2 separate regions of the Mus musculus genome follow, and region 2 is linked to region 1. Evidence: chromatin contacts called from public promoter capture Hi-C data. All regions are on one chromosome and are shown on one strand. Each heading gives the region's core, a stretch centred on a gene start, on an enhancer-like site or on the middle of the called end of the contact. The rest is flanking DNA. Distances are from core to core; before and after follow the strand shown. Region 1 holds the start of Msrb1 (methionine sulfoxide reductase B1). Region 2 overlaps Meiob (meiosis specific with OB domains).

Region 1 (4,610 bases), core at 816-3,315:
CAAAATACATACAGCATTTCATGTAACCCAGGTTGGGCTCCAGCTCCCTATATGGCTGAGAATGATCTTGAAAATTCTCCTCTTCCTTTCCTTTTTTTAAAAAGAAAGATTTATTTATTATGTATACAGTGTTCTGGGAAAAGATTTACTATGTATACAGTGTTCTGCTGCATGTAGCAGGCCAGAAGAGGGCACCAGATCTCATTACAGTGGTTGTGAGCCACCATGTGTTTGCTGAGAATTGAACCCAGGACCTCTGGAAGGACAGTCAGTGAGCCATCTCTCTAGCCTCTGATTCTCCTTTTTCTACCATCTGAGTGCTGAGAGCTTATGCCACGATACCCTGTTTTGTTGTTTTTATGTATAGCACTGGCTATCCTGGAACTTGCTTTGTAAACCAGGGTGGCCTTGAACTCAAACAATCCTCCATCTTCTGCCTCCCAAGTGCTGAGATTAAAGGTGTGTCAGTACCACTCGGCTAAAGCCGTTTATTAAGGTAGTGCTCAGGATGGAACACAGGGTCTCATGCTAGTCTAGAATGTTTCAAACTGAGCTCTCTAGTGAGGCTCTCTCTGGTACCCAAGCTGGCCTTCAACTCAAAGTGATCTCATATCCCCCTCTCAAGTGCTGGATTTACGAGTGTATACCACCGTGCTCAGCAAACCCAAACTTCTGAGCATCAGTGTGCCCACAAAAAGGCATATTGTTAAATGAGATGACACAGGAAAGATACTTAGTATTCAGTTGAGATGTTACTGCCCCCTGAGGAGTGACCCAGTGGGAAGGTATTGTCCCTGCACCCTGGGGTCTGCGCATAGGGCTCCCTCCCACTACAGCCTCCTAACTTGGCTGCCCTGTTCCTGGCTTGGTGTGGTCTGTCTCCCTGTAGGGTGGCTTCCCCCACTATGGGGAAGTGAACAATGACTTCATCATGTTAAAGGGCTGCATTGCAGGTACCAAGAAGCGAGTGATCACTCTGAGAAAGGTCAGTGCTGCTTGGCAAGCTGGGGAGTGGACTCCAGTGGCCTGTTCTGTCCTTTAGCGTGCTCTGTGGTGGGTTGTGTGGTGGGAGAGTAAAGGAAGGGGGTCTGGCAAGAGCGAGGGATTGACTGAGTCCTCCTTGGTGTGAACTGGAGGTCACAGGAGGAGTCGGGGCCCTCTGTCCTTGACATCTCTTCTCTCTTGGATACCCAGTCCCTTCTGGTGCACCACAGCCGCAGGGCCCTGGAGAATATTGAGCTCAAGTTCATTGACACCACTTCTAAGTTTGGCCACGGATGTTTTCAGACAGCGCAGGAGAAGAGGGCCTTCATGGTGAGCTAGTCCCACTTGTTCCAGAGAGGAACTAGAAGAAGGGGCCTTTTTAGCAAACCAGTAGAGCAGGCCCTAGGTGGCCCTGGCACTGGCCGTAGGTAGTATTTCTTGACTGACTCTCCTGACTAACTCTCATCTTGTCTCCTCACCTTAACCAGGGTCCCCAAAAGAAACATCTGGAGAAAGAGAAGCCGGAGACCTTGGGAAACATGTAAGATGTCTGGAATGGAGCACACCTGGGATGTAGCACTCTTGCTATCTGTCCGGTCCTTTTTGTTCAATAAAGTCCTGAGGCAACTCTCTCTGTCTGTCTCTGTGTGTCTGTCTCTCTTCCACATTCCCTGGGAGGCTTGATGTAGATCTTAAGCCTGGGTCGGAGGTTGGGTGATCCCAGACGCGGGCGCAAGGTTTAGCGCCAGATAAGAGGGCTATAGATACAGCTGGGTAGATGCGCCTCCACGCCAGTTGCACAATGGTATTAGTAGTAGCTACCATTGGCTAGTACCAATGTTTATAGCCTAGCCGCTGTACTGGAGCTTAGCATAGGTTTGGCCTTCATCTTAACAGCTAAGCTTCCTGGGAGCGGCTCCCTGGGCGGGGCCTTCTAGAGGCGGAAGTAAGGACGTGATCTCTGGGTAAACTTGGCTGGATGGGTGGGGTTTAGGGCCTATGGGAGGAGAGACTCCTTGAGGGCGGGGCTGCTAGGAGGCGGCCGTGGGGAATCCAAGAGTGACTGGTCCCCTCTAGGGGCGGGGCTTATGGCGAATCGGAAAGTGATTGGTTATTGGGACTGGGTCGGGTTTGAGTCCAGATCTTAGGGTTTTACCCGGACCTGGCTGGGAGCTTTTGCCTGTCCCGTCGCGACCATGTCGTTCTGCAGCTTCTTCGGAGGCGAGGTTTTCCAGAATCACTTCGAGCCAGGTACACCCCGTGGCATTAAAGCATACATTGCCTCCTGGGGAGCTGTGGAGTTCCCGAACCGGGACTGGGCTAGTGTGGTTGCCGAGGAGAAGCGAGCCTGGGAAAAAAGAACTTGGAGGAGGGGAGCTGGGTGGCCAGGGCATTCTGGAGCAGGAGGACTTGAGAGGAGAAGGGACATTCCGGTAGACTCTGTTCTCGAGGGGGACAGGCCTTGAACTTCAAATGTAGATCTCTCTGGGGGATTCTCTGGGCCAGATGCGTAAGGGTGATGCCACCGGATGGTGTCAGAGTGGTCTGAACTTTAGAGCGGAATGATGGTGGTATGTGGTCCAAGGTCAGTGTTGGAATTTGCCCTGACAATGTACCCCCTCGCCCACCCCACCCCCCCGCCTGCAACCCCTGATTTGCTTGGATGAGCGGACAAGCTCTGCACTTGCTGTTCAATCCGGAATGTGCTGTCCCAGATGTCTCTCCGTCCTCTGCGTTGGTTGTCAATGGGTTCTTGCCAGCATAAATGAAGTTTGACCAGTACTGTGAGAGACGTTGCTTGGCTCCCTTCTTGCTGGGTTCTGCTGATCTGGACTAATTTGGTAAAAACTATGGCACTGGCGTTCCAGGGGCAGGATCTGTTTGTTAGATGTCAGTCCTCTAGAGGGCAGGGCTGTGACAATGGGCACCTCTATAAGCCAGTTGTTGTAATACAGGGTTGCTGGGAAGAGACCTCCCTTGAATTCTTTTTGGCTACAACACTCCAGTTGCCCTCAGGCTACCCTGGCAAGCTAGACACTCACTCAGTTTTGCTTCCTCTCCAGTTCCTGATACAGGTTGAAAGAACAGTTCAGACTCCAGGGTGTCTGTCCTCAAGTGGTGGGTGACCGATGATTCAGTACCCTGCAGGTTCCCATTTTTAAGTCTTTCAAACAGTTATGTAATTCAGTTTTGCAACCATCCTTACCCCTTCCACTCATGTGATCTTTTGGGGACAGGTTGAAACCTTTCTTCCCAGCTGCTGTTTTCTGGGGTTCCCTATTTGGCTTGGAAGACTGTCCTCTAGGGCCAGTCTGTTCCTAAGACCGGAGCTGATATCCATGGTATCCAAGACTGTTGACTAGCAGAGATGCCCACTTGAGAAAGAGGACCAAGTGGTTACACTGGCAGTTAGGAGCCCTACTGTGTGGAGCTTGTCTAAGGGTAAAGGGAGGCCACTATCCGACTTCTGGGAGTTTTCTCTTGGCCACGTACTGTATTGTGTGTCTGCAGCACTGGCTTCCATTGTCTTGTCTGTAAGTGAAAATGTTATCTAGGTGTGGTGGTTCATTTGTAATGCCAGGGGATAGGAGGCTCAGGCAGAAGGATTGCCTGAAATTTGAGGTCAGCCTGGATTACATAGTTTCAGGCTAGCCTGAACTACAGTGTAAAACTTGGCCTAGTTTACTTCTCTGTTGTGATAAAAACACTGATCAAAACCCATCTGGGGAGGAAGGAGTTCATTTCAGTTGACAAGTTACTGTCCACCATTGAGGGAAACCAAGGTAAGAACCTGGAGGCAGGAACTGAGCAGAGACTGTTTACTGGTTTGCTACTCTAGTTTGCTTGGCTACCTTTATTAAACAGCCTAGATCCACTGGCTCAGGAATGGCACCGCCCACAGTGAGGTGGGCCCTCCCACATCAATCATTAACCAAGAAAATGTTCCAGTGGGTGGTGATGCTACACGCCTTTAGTTCCAGTACTTGGGATGCAGGGGCAGGTGGATGTCTGGGTTCGAGGCCTGCCTGGTTTACAGAGCTAGTTCCAGGACAGCCATACACAAAGAAACCCGGTCTCAGAAAAGCAAACAAGGGCTGGAGAGATGGCTCAGCAGTTAAGGGCACTGACTGCTCTTCCAAAGGTCCTGAGTTCAAATCCTAGCAACCACATGGTGGCTCACAACCATCTGTAATGAGATGCCCTCTTCTGGTGCATCTGAAGACAGCTACAGTGTACTTAGATATAATAATAATAAATAAATCTTTAAAAAAAAGAAAGAAAAGCAAACTAACAAGATAAGAAAGCTGTCCCTATAGATACACCCATAGACCAGGTTGATCTAGGCAAATCCTCAGCCCCATTCCTCCTTCCTGGGGAACTCTAGTTTGTTTCAAATTGACAAAAACTAATTGGCACAAGATCTTGTCTCGAAACAAACAAACAAGACAAAATAAAAACAAAAGACCCAAGGGGTCTGGAAATGGCTCAGTGGTAAGAGTATACTTTTTCAGAGGACCTGGGATTCATTCCCAGCTACCACGGGATAGATTGTTTACTCAAGTCTCAGGGGATCCAACCCCTTCTGGTGTCTGCAGGTTTTTTTTGCAGACGTTTCATACATGAGG
Region 2 (4,610 bases), core at 1,215-3,714, 85 kb after region 1:
TCCAATAATGTGTACTCAACCATTGTACCATGTATGTCTCAGGGATGTGAAATGAATAATGTTGTCAAACATGTGACCTATAAAGACAGAAAACCTTAAAAACGTCACCAGCCTAGTACAGTTATAAATATTCTTTGAATGAATGCCAGAACATCCACTGTACAGAGAAATTTAAGTATTAAAATGTTATAGGTTGATGGCTGTGAGAATAAATAAAGAATTGTTTGTGAACTTAGATGTGGGGTAAAGGTCAGGTAAACATTGGTTTTATTGAAGGTTGTGTTGTAACCAAACCAAATGTTGGATGGAAGAAAGTCAATAAAGTAATATTAGTATAGGTCACATGTTAGGACTTAAAACGCAACGCCCTGCAAATGCTATGTGGGGCCAACTGATGACTACATTCCAGGATCCCTCTTCTCACAGTGACATGAAAAGATGCCTGTGGAGGATGGAACCCACAGAGTGAAGGTCATTGTTTTGTACACTTAGCTCTGATTAATCTTCTGTGAGTTTTTGTGATGTTACTATACTTTGACCTCTGTTTTAGTGATAATTGAAAATCCCCTGATCCAAAGAAAGGACACAGAAAGAGAAGAAAAGTTTAGCCCTGCAACTCCTAGGTAAATATCTGTCCACCCAGAGAACAAACATTTTTGTGCTAGAATGATATTAATAATTTTATATCAAATTAGCAGAAAACTTTCAGAAGTTGCCCTGTTTCAATTTGAAAAGAGTTGATGAATTCTTTCTTGGAATATCTATCTTTTTTTTTAAAAAAGATTTATTTATTTATTTATTTATTTATTTATTTTATGTATATGAGTACACTGTAGCTGCACAGATGGTTGTGAGCCTTCATATGGTTGTTGGAAATTTAATTTTTTTTTTGGACCTCTGCTCACTCTGGTCAACTCTGCTCGCTCATTCCCTGCTTGCTCTGGCCCAAAGATTTATTTATTATTATTCATAAGTACACTGTAGCTGTCTCCAGACATACCAGAAAAGGGTGTAAGATCTCATTACAGATGGATTTGAGCCACCATGTGGTTGTTGGGATTTGAACTCAGGGCCTCTGGAAGAGAGGTCAGTGCTCTTACCCGATGAGCAATCTCACTAGCCCAGAATATTTATCTTTAAGATAATGACATAATTTATAATTTTTATAATCACAAAAAGCTAATTTTCTCTTGGTATCTGTGTAGGGTTAAATAAAAAAGTCTTCCAGGCTACCAAAATCCATGGGTGCTCAAATTCCTTACATACAACTTAAGCACAACTTCCTCTATATTTGAAATCATTGTTACCTATAACACCTAATGTCATATGAGTGCCATGTGAGTAGTTATGCTGTATTTGTATTAGTTATAGTGGTTTTTTTTTTAAATTTGATACATGATTGTTTGGGTTTGTGGATGCAGAATCTTCAGATATGGAGTCTGAATGCTTAGGTTTGTAAAAACAAGACTCTAGTTAGAATAAAACTAAACAATTAGAAGGGCTGGAAAGATGGCTCAACAATTAAGAGCACTTGCTGCCCTTGCAGAAGACCTGCATCCAGTTCTAGCATTCCTATTAGGCAGATAGGTCCAGGGACGCTAACACCCTCTTCTGGCCTTTCTGCACACCACAAAAACAAATGGCATAGACTTCCATAGATGAAAACAAATACACACAAAAATAAATATTTAAAAAATATCTAAACAAAGATAAACACTGGCAGTACATAATATTGTATCCGGCTTTTAATCCTCTCACATGCCCTTTGTCTTAGGTCAGGTTCCCTGGAGGGAGAACTTGATAGAAAAATTCTTTCCGAGTGGCCTATTGAGGGAGGGCTCTTAGGAGAACCCTGCAAGGATGGGGTTGGGGATCGGCTGTTGCTGGAGCTCAGGAGGAAGCAAGCTCTGGAGTGTGCTCTTCTTGGAGCATGGCCTTATGCAGAGGGTCAGAGCTTTTGTATCCTAAATTATCCATTGCCTGTAGTTCATTTCTTATCAGGATGGGGTAGGGAATGAGAGAGGAAGCCTTACTTCCAAGGTGATTCTGTCCAGGGGCAATTCTGTGCCAGCTAACTCCATGCTGGTCTATAAATGGCTCTTGTCTCTTTGCAGCCACTGAGAATTTTCCTTTTTATGAACACCTGGACTCACTCTGCCCTAAGATCCGTTCTACTTTCCAGTCCCTCTGCACAGAACATTCTCCTATCTACCTGAATGTTTGATTCTTCAGGTTGAATGTTAACTCATTTAACCTTTCCAGTCACTCAGCAGGACTTTCTCCCTACTCTTAGTGTTGGAATCCAGATCACATTCTGAGATGACTTGAATTTTTTATGATTCCTGCTCACATATATGAGCTTATGAGATTAAGTGTATTTTGTATCATGTTCTACCCATGCCTAGATCAGAGACAGTCACATAATTGATTTTTAGTAAATATGTATGGGAGGTGGGAGGGACATGTTTGGTAGACCCAACAAATGTGAAACCTCTTGGCATTTTCCAGAATATCTTGAATAATTAACTTTTAGGTTGAGCAACAGCAAACTGCTGACATTTAACAAATATTCACCTAAAATAGCAATTTCATAGCCTAATAACCTGGCATAGCTGGACTCCAGAGCAGTGAGGAAAGGGAGGAGCAGAGACACTTCTTAGTGATGTTCACTTCTCAGGGAGAAGTAAGGAACAGGAAGTCTTTTAGCTGGAAAATAATATCCTGCTTAGGAAGACCAAGTTGACTGTAATGTGAAGGATGAGTCCCCGAGGAGATGAGTCAGGGGACCAGGGCCAGGACTGGAGGCATGATATCGTGAATAACTAAGGCAAAGAGCTCTGTGAAGGAGGCTTTGTGAGAGGTTTGGGTACCAGGAAAGGGGAACATCACTGGAGTCTTCCACACTCTAAAACTCTGAATCTGCTTCATGTATTAGCAATACAAAGTAAGCAAACAGAGTTCTTGACTTCAGGCACATAGATAAAGCAATCAGCATCATAGAAGAAATAACAATGGTCAGAAACCTGGTGATAATAATGCCAAGGTCAAGGTCTTCATATGGGGCTACACAGATGGCTCAGTGGTTAAGGGAACTGGTTTCAGAAGACCTGAGTTCAGTTCCCAGATCCTGCATTGGGGCTCACAGCCATGCACTTCCAGTTCACAGAGTCTGATACTCTTTTCTGAATTCTACTGGTAGAAGGCACACATGAGGTACACAGATAGGCAGGCCAAAAAAAATATACACACAGAATAAAATAAATAAATTTAAAAAAAGAAACAATGGGGCCTCTGTTTTTTATAATCTGAAGTTTTAGAGTATTTTCATGCCCTGTTTAACAGAAAAGAAGACTACAGCTTCAGGTCTTGGGCAAGAACCTACAACTAGTATGATTAGAACTCACAGAAAAAAGTTCTCAATATATGTTCTTAATTAAAAGAACATTATTTCAATGAAGAAATATTTAAAGACTGATATAAAATTCATTATGGAGAAAAACATTTTATACCATTATTTGATGTTTTAAGAGTAAAAAATATAGGGGCTGGAAAGATGGCTCAGCTCTTCCTGAGGTCCCAGGTCCAATTCCCAGCTCACAGGCATTTGTAACTCTAGCTCCAAGGGATCTGATGCTATTTTTGGGACTCTACAGGTACTACATTCATATTGTACACAGGCATAGATTTAGGCAAAACCTTCATACACAGAAAATAAATATTGTACAAAAATTTAATATTAAAAATATAACTTTCTGGGCTAGAGAGATGGCTCAGCAGTTAAGAGCACTGACTGCTCTTCCAGAGGTCCCGAGTTCAATTCCAAGCATCCACATGGTGGCTCAAACCATCTGTAACGCCCTCTTCTGATGTGTCTGAAGAGAGCAGCAATGTACTCATATACACTAAATAAATAAATAAATACATCTTTAAAAAAATATATATATATTTCTTAATACAGTCTAAATTACAGAAAAAGTAATTGAATATGATTTTGTTTTGGTTTTTTAAATGGTCTAGTATTATAACTCAGGGTAGTCTGAAATTCCTTACCTATACATTGGTGACCTTGAATATGTGTCAGAACTTCATATGACTGCCAAATGCTGGGATGATAAGAGTGGGCCACCACACGTAGCTATATAATTGAATGTGAACCAAAGTATTTTTTATTAATAATAATATGCTGACTTGTTGTGTTTTCCTCATTTAGCAACTATAAACTATTGCTCAGTGAGAATCACTCAATGGTAAAAGTTTGCTCCCCTTATGAAGTGGATACCAAGTTACTTTCTTTGATACACTTGCCTGTTAAAGAATCTCGAGATTATTATTCATTGGCTGACATTGTTGCAAATGGACACAGTCTTGATGGGAGGATTATTAATGTGCTTGCAGCTGTGAGATCGGTAAGTAAGGAAATCAGTAAATCAAAACCGTAGCAAAGCTCCCTACAATTTGGCATGGCTCTCTCAGTTACCTGACTTGTGTTAGAATGCCATAAACACCAGCTGGGGCATTATCCCTCTTTATCTTGGTAGTAAGTTGAATTAAGAAAATAACACTTCTCAAGCAGGACAGTGGTGGTGCATGCCTGTGATCCCAGCACTCAG

Evidence for each region. Promoter capture Hi-C pulls out the DNA fragments that hold promoters and counts their contacts.
Region 2: a promoter capture Hi-C map of liver shows a contact between it and region 1, with 4 times the contacts expected there. The contact joins the enhancer-like site here to the promoter of Msrb1 in region 1. A contact is called at or near these places in 28 of 39 promoter capture datasets (the 3T3-L1 cell line, 3T3-L1-derived adipocytes, the C10 cell line and 18 more), 7 of 15 datasets of contacts at CTCF or cohesin (the G1E-ER4 cell line, embryonic stem cells, hippocampal excitatory neurons and 3 more), 212 of 484 Hi-C or Micro-C datasets (the 3T3-L1 cell line, 3T3-L1-derived adipocytes, the 63-12 cell line and 114 more), 43 of 115 datasets of contacts at active chromatin or transcription factors (the 230-238 cell line, the HPC-7 cell line, the NIH/3T3 cell line and 27 more) and 5 of 9 other capture datasets (adipose tissue, bone marrow-derived macrophages, embryonic stem cells and 2 more).

What each region holds. Positions count from the first base shown.
Region 1 is chr17:24,734,528-24,739,137 of GRCm38.p6, forward strand. It overlaps Msrb1 (methionine sulfoxide reductase B1), which reads left to right and starts at 2,066. Exons shown (of 5, transcript NM_013759.3): 1 at 2,066-2,235. The coding sequence starts at 2,181. It overlaps Rpl3l (ribosomal protein L3-like), which reads left to right. Exons shown (of 10, transcript NM_001163945.2): 8 at 890-985; 9 at 1,195-1,314; 10 at 1,473-1,616. The coding sequence ends at 1,529.
Region 2 is chr17:24,819,322-24,823,931 of GRCm38.p6, forward strand. Meiob (meiosis specific with OB domains) reads left to right here. Exons shown (of 14, transcript NM_029197.1): 5 at 551-623; 6 at 4,211-4,406. Among named protein-coding and RNA genes, the nearest start is that of Meiob, 17 kb to the left of the region's middle. Within about 2 kb of position 2,465, at least 14 of the 459 cell types and tissues checked have an H3K27ac peak or open chromatin away from gene starts, as enhancers often do. A contact at or near this core is called in the MC38 cell line, adipose tissue, beige adipocytes and 4 more, where this site is marked.